2 separate regions of the Pan troglodytes genome follow, and region 1 is linked to region 2. A link is a contact called in public HiChIP or PLAC-seq data. All regions are on one chromosome and are shown on one strand. Each heading gives the region's core, a stretch centred on a gene start, on an enhancer-like site or on the middle of the called end of the contact. The rest is flanking DNA. Distances are from core to core; before and after follow the strand shown. Region 1 holds the start of RRP8 (ribosomal RNA processing 8). Region 2 holds the start of FHIP1B (FHF complex subunit HOOK interacting protein 1B).

Region 1 (4,401 bases), core at 1,661-4,160, 370 kb before region 2:
TTCCTAGATGTTAGGCCCACTGGGCAACTGCCTAAGCCTGTATTTCCTCACCAACAAAACAGTAACAGTGCTTACTGTCTTTATCAGGGTACCCTTTGAGAATTATATGAAAAATGGAACAAATGACTTTGCAAAGTATTAAAGAGAAATAGTGTAGAACCTAATGGGAACCAGTGAAGTCTAGACTAAGATGACAGGTGATCCTGACCTGTCAAACCTAAAAACTAAACTCCACCAATTTTAAAAAATAAAGAATTTGAATTTGCCACTCTGAGTCACCATCACTACTGCTCTTCTTGCCTTCCTATCTCAGCCAACCTTGTAGAACTGGTGTACATTCACTTTCACTATTTGCTCACCTCTCAACTTTCGTTTTCTTTTTCTGTTTTAAGACAGAGTCTTGCTCTGTGGCCCAGGCTGGAGGGCAGTGGCATGATCTTGGCTCACTGCAGCCTCTGCTTCCCGGGTTCAAGCAGTTCTCCTGCCTCAGCCTCCGAGTAGCTGGGATTACAGGCGCACGCCACCACGCCTGGCTAATTTTTGTATTTTTAGTAGAGACAGGGTTTCACCATGTTGGTCAGGCTGGTCTCGAACTCCTGACCTCGTGATCCACCAGCCTCGGCCTCCCAAAGTGCTGGGATTACAGGCATGAGCCACCGCACCCGGCCTACTTTTCAATCTGCCACAAATCTGCTGTATTGAGAGCAGAGATTATGTCAGATTCTGGACTCTAGCACCCAGCACAGAAGGTGTTCATCATAGTGCCTTAAATTAAGGAACCCAATGTAGTCTGATTTCTTCACCCATTATTCTGAAACAACACTCACAGATGGTCAAATACATCCTAACTGCACATTGAGGGGAACAACAGACACTGGGGCCTACCAGAGTGGGGTGGATAGGAAGAGGGAGAGGATCAGGAAAAATAACTAATGGGTACTATGGCTTAATACCTGGGTGATGAAATGATCTGCACAACAAACCTCCATAACACGAGTTTACCCATCCAACAAACCTGCACATGTACCCCTTAACTTAAAAAAAAAAAACCCAACTGTAAATTCAATGGCTACTTTAAAATATTAATGTTCTTTGATCTCTCAGTAGCCTGTACTGCTGTTGACCACCTCCCCTTCATTAAAACATTCTCTTCTGTAAGCTTTACTCACACATTTTCCTATTTCTTTTTCAACTTCCAGTTGCTCCTTTTCTGTCGTGCAGGCTTCCTGTCCCCTGACCTCTTGCCTTCCACTCTCCTGAGACATTCTCCTTCACAACCATGTCTTCAAGTATCATCTATATATATGATATATATATGCTATCTATATGCTGATAGCTCTCAAATCTGTGTCTCCAAGTCAGGTTCCTCCCCTGAATTGCAAATCTGCATAACCAACAACACACTCAACATTTCCACCTTGCTGCATTGTCACCTTAACTTTAACATGTCCAGAATAAAATGCCTCATCCTCCAGTTTTCTCCATCTCAGTAAAAACAACCAAGTTCCCAAGCCAGAACCCCGGTCCTCATCCTTGCCCCTACTCACTCCCCACACCAAGTTCCACAATTCTTCGTCCTAAAGACTTCTGGAATTTGATCACTTCTCTTTTTCACTCACCCTAATTCTAGTCCAAGACATCATTACTTCTACGATGAACTAGGCAATTGCCTCCTTTCCACCTGCTCTTCACAAAGCATCCAAGATGATACTGAAAAATGGACAATCTCATTATGTCACTATACAGCTTTAAAACCTTGCTTTTAAAATAAAGACCTTCTTATAGCCTAAATATGCTTGCATGATCTGGCTGATCCTTGGAGACCTCTACAGTCTTATGTCCTGTTCTTTTCCTCTTGTACCCAATGCTCCGACCCACAGAGATCATCTATCCTCCAGCCATATGGAACTCCAGACAATTTCCTGTTCTCTCTGCTCTGTGCCTTGCCCCCTAGCCTTTGGCCATGCAGTCTACTGAGGCTGGAAAGCTCTCTGTAGCCTCTGCCTGTGAAACTCTTATTCTGCAGTCAAGATTCAGCTCAAACTGCGTCCTCTGTGAAAACCCTCTGCCCGCCACAGGCTATGCTTAGCACTCATTACACTGGCTAGCAAAGGCAGCCGCCACCACCAGACATGAGCACTCCACTCCACGTAGCCAGATCTCTAGCCTTCCTCTCATCCACCAACCGTTTCGGCTCACCCCTGGTTGAGGTCGTTCTCCGTGTTGTCCAGCCACAGGCGAACGGCGACGGCGTTGCCCTCCCGGCACTGAGTGAAAATGTCGTCCATAGCAGCGTCCCGGCGCCGAGTCCCCTGGATTGGGGAAGCCTGAGGACTGTGGAGTGATCCAGGGAAGGAGGATGAACCCCAAGCTTTATCCTCTACAGGAGAGAAGTGTTTGTGTTGGGGGTAGGGGGCCTGAGCTGCGTCCCCGGCTAGTGGGGGTCTGTGAAGGAGTTCGGGGCTGCGGGATGATCCCTGGCTGTGTCCTCTAGACGCGAGGTAAAGGCGGGTCAGGGTGGGCAGGGGGTGACGAAGAGGTCGTGTCTGCTGAACGGATGTCCGAGAGCAGGCAACTAGACCCGATCGGCGAACAGAGTTGGGGGAAGTGGGGAGGTTCAGGCTCCGTATACTCTGGGAGAGGGGACCGGGGGTCCTCCCCAGGGTTGGCTCCGTTCCTTACTTGGAACTCAGGAGAAGTGAGGGGTAACAGGGGGCGCGGGTCCTCTCGCACTCACCGGGACTCGGGCTGCAGGATCCTTCTCCGGGGAACTCCCGTCCGGCCGCGCCCGCAGCCCGCCGCCGGCCCCGCCCCGCCCCGCCCCGCCCGTGGCGCTCTTGGGCAGCGCGGGCCTCCGTCCCTCCCCTCCCACCGCCTCCCTGCCCTTCTAGCCGCGCCTGGCTAAACTCGATGGTTCGCTGCGCCGCGCCGGCCGCTCTAGCAACCCCTGGCCGTCACGCTTTGGTTTCCGGGTCGGTTCTGGCAGGTCTGAGCGCTCCGACTTCCAGAGGAGCGCTGTGCACGTGGAGAAGAGCGGGGACTCGGCGACCCTGCCCTCCCGACCCTCATGTTCGAAGAGCCTGAGTGGGCCGAGGCGGCCCCAGTAGCCGCGGGCCTTGGGCCCGTAATCTCACGACCTCCGCCTGCGGCCTCCTCGCAAAACAAGGTGAGTGACTCGCAGGGGCGATGGGAGCTGTTTCAGGCCGCGAAGCGGACATTGGTGGATCCCAGCGCTGTGTGTATTGCGGGGAGGGACACCTGTGGCACCGTTAAGGGCGAGTCCTGATCTGAAGATCCGAGAACTTCCAAAAGAAACTGACGTTGGGTCAGAGAGAGTTGTTGAGTAGAAGTTGGTGAAGCGAAGAGGGTTCTTCAGACAGGAAAAAGTACGTACAAGGGCCCTGGGACAAGAGAGCATGTTCTGTTAGGGTCACAAACACAAGTGGTCCTTGTGGTTGAAATACATAGTAAATGAAAGGGGATGCTGTTCAAGAGGTAGAAGTTTTGCGTATATTGAGAATAGAAGCCAATGAAAGGTTTTAGGCAATGGAATTATTTCTTCAGATTTGTATTTTGAAAGGGTCGTTGGTTGCAGTGTGGAGGATGGATTGGAGACAGTAAGAGTTGTCAGTATCATTGTTCAAAGGAGGGTGTGGGAAACTTAGAATCAGGGTAAGTGCCTGGCCTAGGATTACCTGGTAGGACTGCAACACAGAATCAGCCTTCCCGACAATACATCTTCTCCTTTGAGCCTCTGCAGATGTGAGGGCCCTGCTTCCTCAGGCTTTTCTTACCCTTCAGTCTGCCTCCAACATGGAATCGGCCTGCTTTGTTTCCTCCTTTTTCGTCCCCTAGCCCCATTACCATTGTCCAAGCCGCTGGCCTCTCTGTCTGCAATTTCTCCCCTTCAGTTTGTTTTCTACACTGCAGCTAGAGACATGTTAAATATTTAATATACGTGTGTGATCATGTGTCTCCTGTGTTCAGAAGCCTCCTTACCTCTTACAGAAATGTATCAGCTCTAGGCAAAAGCTCAAGGTGAAGGGTTGGAATTCCTGGTCTCTGGCCTTGGTCTTGTTGCTTGTGGCCTTTGCATTTTCCTTTGGGGAAACCTCCATTAGCTCATTTACACATTGAAGAAAGTGGGATAGGTGGTTTCTCTGCTCTCCAGCTTCCCAGAAGTTGGGGTGGTGACATAAAAGTTCTTCTGGGTTCTGGCAGGCTTGACTGGGAAGAATTCAGATGCTTCTGCCAGTCTGAATCAGGTCCACATCTCTCCCTTCTTGTTCTCCAGGCCTCATCCATTCTCTTTAGGCCCACTCTCATCCCCTGTTTTCCTCCAGGGCTCCAAGCGCCGCCAGCTCTTGGCCACATTACGGGCCCTAGAGGCAGCATCTCTTT
Region 2 (4,529 bases), core at 839-3,338:
TCAAATCACCTCTAGATGTTCAAGCTTTACAAATAAGGCCCCAGACATCATGGAATAGAGACAAGCCATTCCTATTGCATCTCGTCCAAATTCCCAGAATTTGTGCACATAATAAAATGGCTATTGTTTTTATGACACTAAGTTTGGGTTGGTTTGTCACATAGCATAGTAATCAGAACAAACAAACACAGAGAAAGGTGTACAATCCTTAAGTATATAGCTTAATACATTTTCACGAAGTGAACACACCCATATAACCAAGCACTCAGATCAAGAAACAGAACATCACCAGTGCCTCAGGAGCCCCATTCTGCCCCTTTCAGTCAATGTTTTTCCAAGAATAATCACTATCCTGAATTCTAATATCACAGTTTAGTTTTACCTGTTTTTGAATTTATATAAACTAAGCATTAGTTTTGAAGTCTTCCTCTTATTTTCCTCTTATATCCACCCAATCATCAAACCATGGTGAGCTACCTTCTAAAAATCCACATGTCCACTTCTCTGCATTTTTGCTACTCTAGTTTGGGCCTTATCAGCTTGTTTGGTCTTTTGCAAAGTTACTGTGTAACTATCAATCTATGTATAAAATTCTTTATAGCTATCATCCCAAAAATAAAATCTAAATTCCTTAACATGGTTTATAAAGTTCTCCAGTCCATGTCTTCAGCCTCATCTCACAATGTTTCCTCACATGTTCCCTAGGCTCCCGACACACTGTACTGATTGCAGTTCTTACAGCACCTCCCACATGCTGTCCATTCTTCCTTTCCCTGGTATATGCTGATCTTTTGGTCTGAAACTTCTATTTCTTTTTAAATACTTTTTATTTGAACTAATTTTAGGCTTACAGAAAAGTTGCAAAAATAATACAGAGTTCTCATAAATTCCTTATCCATGTTCCCCTAACGTTATGATCTTACATAACTATAGCACAATGATAAAAACCAGGTATTTAACATTGGCAAAATACTTTTCTTTTTTTCTTTTCTTTTCTTTTTTTTTTGAGACGGAGTCTCGCCCTGTCGCCCAGGCTGGAATGCAGTGGTGCGATCTCGGCTCACTGCAACCTCCGCCTCCCGGATTCAAGCGATTCTCCTGCCCCAGCCTCCCAAGTAGCTGGGATTACAGGCGCGCGCCACTACGCCCAGTTAATTTTTGTATTTGTAGTAGGGACGGGGTTTCACTATGTTGGTCAGGCTGGTCTCGAACTCTTGACCTCGTGATCCGCCCGCCTCGGCCTCTCAAAGTGCTGGGATTACAGGCGTGAGCCACCGCGCCCAGCCGGTAAAGTACTTTTAAAACTACATGCCTTATCTGAAACTTCTATTTTTCTATTTTAGTTTATCTTACTCTTGCTTGTTTCCCAAGACTCGGCTTAGACACCATCACCTCCCGGAAGTCTTCCCTAAGCTCCTTCACCGTACCTTCCTCTCATCCTCTATACATGCAAATCATGCTAAGTGCTGCTCCTAGGTGGCCCCCGTAGTAATGTACTTATTACACTACGCTGCAATTCTCTGAGGTCCTGGAGAGCAGAGGCCGGTTCTAATTGATCCGGAATCCAGCTGGGCATGCAGGCACTTATTCCGTGTTCCTTGACTAAGTGCTCAAGGGGTCACGGAGCAGCACAGCACAGCGGTGTTGGGGGAGCCAGGGGCAGTCACCGTAAAGTAGAGACCAAGCTATGCACGACGATGGAGCAAAATGAACTAGAGTGCCCGCAGTCAGCCCTCTCCAGGGCTCCACTTTCCCGCAGGCCCGGCCCACCTACTGATTCCTCCTCTCTTTTCGTGATAGCCACGCCCCGCCACACCCACTCTTCCACTCCAAGCGTCTCCCGGAATCCATGGCCCCACCCCTTTCTCGCTCGTCTTTCTTCCGGCTCCATCTCTCCCAAGCCCCGCCCTTCTGATCTTTCCCTGCCTGTAAAAATCGCCTCTCCTTAGGTCCCGCCTTCTGCCCTCTGGTTCCACCTTTCCTTCCCGGGCTCCGCCTCCGCCCTGCCGGCCTCCACCTTCCCAGAGGCCTTCGCCTATGACACGCCGGAGTCCTTCTGAGGGGCGGGGTTTACGTACGAAGGGACGGAACCAAGAGGAGAGGCGGTGTTCCTCCCTTGGATAGCCGTCGGCGACCCCGCCCCTGCGTTTAGCCGTTGCCAGGAAACAAGCGTCCTTGCTCGGGTTTGGTCTGGCTCAGCCAATGAGCTGGCACGCCATTGCCCAGTCGTGCGTCGCCGGGCGGTTGCGTGTGGTGCGCGGGGGCGCGGGCTGCGTGTGGCGCGGGGCGGGGCGCGGCTGGTGCGCCTGAGAAGCGATGGCGGCGGCCTGAACTCACCTAACACCGCAGCAACAACCGGGCCCGGCCAGGTTCGGCATTCCGTGAGTGAACGGTACGCATGGGCCAGAGGGCCTGGAGAGTCGTTTGTGGGGATGAGAGACTGGGAAAAGACGGTGACGGGTTTGGTTACTGTACTGGTTGTGAGGGGTTGGCAGGTGGTGAGGGTCCGGGTGTGAGTGTCTAAGATAGGGAAGGAGAGTGAGAGCTTACAGGTGAGTGGACAAATGAGGGGCTGTGAGAGGCTGGGTGCTTTCGGAGGTGCCAAGTTGAAGGGACTCCTGAACGCGGTTTACTAGGGCTGGGGCTACTGAGGGCTGGTGTGAAGGATACCCTGGGACTAGAGTGAGGGGTAAGGCCTGCGCGAGGAGAGAGAGAGTAAAAGGCGCAGGTGGGAGCCTGCGGGGTGGCGGCAAATTGGTGAGGGAGTTGAAGGCGAGGCATGGAAGAAGGGAATTAGGGCTTGTGAGACTTGGATAAAGGTGAGAGGTTGGTTCTGAGGCCTCCTTCGATGGACTGCCCTGTCCAGTGAGAGCAATAGTTTTAGACAAAATAGGGCAGCTTAGATGGAAGTGTTGTGCACCTGACTCCTCTGCTCCCATGGACTTTCCATATTCTGGAGGACGAGAAAATGAAGGTGTCATAGGCAATAGTACTATGGTAATGAAAGTCATATTTGAGGCTCAGACTTCAACAGAGTAATCACAGAAACTTCAGTTCCTTCGAGTTCCTTCTCTGGACTGCATAGTTGAAGATGGGCCCTCTCATGAAGGGTTTTGCGCTGTGACAGCTTGTGTTTTCTCTCTACTTGCTTCTGGATAACCTTATTCCACTGTTGCTCCTTACCTGTGCTTAACTGTGGGTCTTTGATTGGATTGACCATATTCAGTTGCTAATTCCACTTTTATGGAGGTCATATGGTTTGCCCTATACGCACTATATTTAGGATCCCAAACAGGATGGCCTTACTCTCCTTTCTTACAGTTGAATTTTTTAAAAAGCTAGTTTATATTATATTTAAAATGTGTGTTTGATGAGTTTTGACATGTGTACACATCTGTGAAATCATCATCAGTCTCAAGATACTGAACATTTCAGCCACCTGAAAATTCATCTCTTCCTCTCCACACCCTGTAGTTGGGTTCATCTTACTAGCATTCTTTTAGGTCCTCTTCTCCCCACCAACCCAAATGCACGTGAAATTCTGGAAAGTTGGTTTGGCATTCAGTGATAATGGCCACTTTCACACTACTAAATTTTCCTCTCTACTGCTAGTCTGCCGTGGGGTTGGGACATCCTATTCTTTCCAGACTCAGAAAGAGTTAAGTCTTTCCTAGAAAGAGTTAAGTCTTTCCTTAACTCTACATTGGACAGGGAGAGACCATTTCCTGAGAATTAGACAGCCTCAGTCCCCATTCTTTTCCAGAGTCTTAGCTTCAGAGCCAACTCCTATATCCTGTAGTATATTCTCATTGCTTCTTTCTGGAGTCCAGACAGGCCTCCATATTGGTAGAACACTTGGCAACTTGCCCAGTCAGTCAGAACTTACAGTTCAGAGTTTAGAGTAGTGGTTCCTAAACACTGGACCAAGGACCCTGTACATGATAAAATTATCATCTATCCAAGATGGAGGGAGAGAAAGACAGTATGGTTATTCATGAAGATAAATTTATTCTCAGAGATTATCATTCCTATTCTTTTGGTGTTGAAGTGCTCTTTCATTGATGCAGTAATGGTAACAGTAGATGGTGGGTTAAAAAAAAAAAGATCTAATTTACCCAAATAAAAAGTGTCAACCCAATTTTTAATTTTAAAAATTATTTCTATAGCTTTATGAACTTCAGAAATTTAAAGTGATGATGGTGTGGCTGTTGTATTAGGTTGAGGAAGCATACATTTATACAATGATTCTGTATAACTTAACATCTGAACAGCATTCATGCTTTACATAGGGATTTCAAATTTTATTATACTGATTTATTTAGGTACCTTGTAGACAAAGACAGGAACTTTCATTTTATAGATGAGAAATTAAATTCAATAGCCAGAGATCATATAGGGATACAGTGGCAAGGCTGAACCCAGAATTTTGTCTCAGAGTGAGAGAGACTTTGGGAAAGAAGATTTATAATAGACACTGAAGGTGATGTGGGAGGATTTTTTAATGATTTGTAGTTGTTCTATTTCCAAAA

What was found. HiChIP or PLAC-seq counts read pairs in DNA pulled down with a chosen protein or histone mark.
Region 1: a contact with region 2 is called in an H3K4me3 HiChIP or PLAC-seq map of stem cell-derived excitatory neurons, with 2.2 times the contacts expected there. The contact joins the promoter of RRP8 here to the promoter of FHIP1B in region 2. A contact is called at or near these places in 1 of 7 Hi-C or Micro-C datasets (stem cell-derived neural progenitor cells) and 1 of 1 datasets of contacts at active chromatin or transcription factors (stem cell-derived excitatory neurons).

Annotation. Positions count from the first base shown.
Region 1 is chr9:10,750,921-10,755,321 of NHGRI_mPanTro3-v2.0_pri, reverse strand. It overlaps RRP8 (ribosomal RNA processing 8), which reads left to right and starts at 2,910. Exons shown (of 8, transcript XR_008537959.2): 1 at 2,910-3,166; 2 at 4,344-4,401. ILK (integrin linked kinase) reads right to left here and starts at 2,328. Exons shown (of 10, transcript XM_054661992.2): 1 at 2,200-2,328. The coding sequence starts at 2,288. It overlaps LOC134807232 (a long non-coding RNA gene), which reads left to right. Exons shown (of 2, transcript XR_010147124.1): 2 at 1-266.
Region 2 is chr9:10,380,593-10,385,121 of NHGRI_mPanTro3-v2.0_pri, reverse strand. FHIP1B (FHF complex subunit HOOK interacting protein 1B) reads left to right here and starts at 2,088. Exons shown (of 12, transcript XR_010147458.1): 1 at 2,088-2,392. All of the region lies in intron 2 of CNGA4 (cyclic nucleotide gated channel subunit alpha 4), which reads right to left.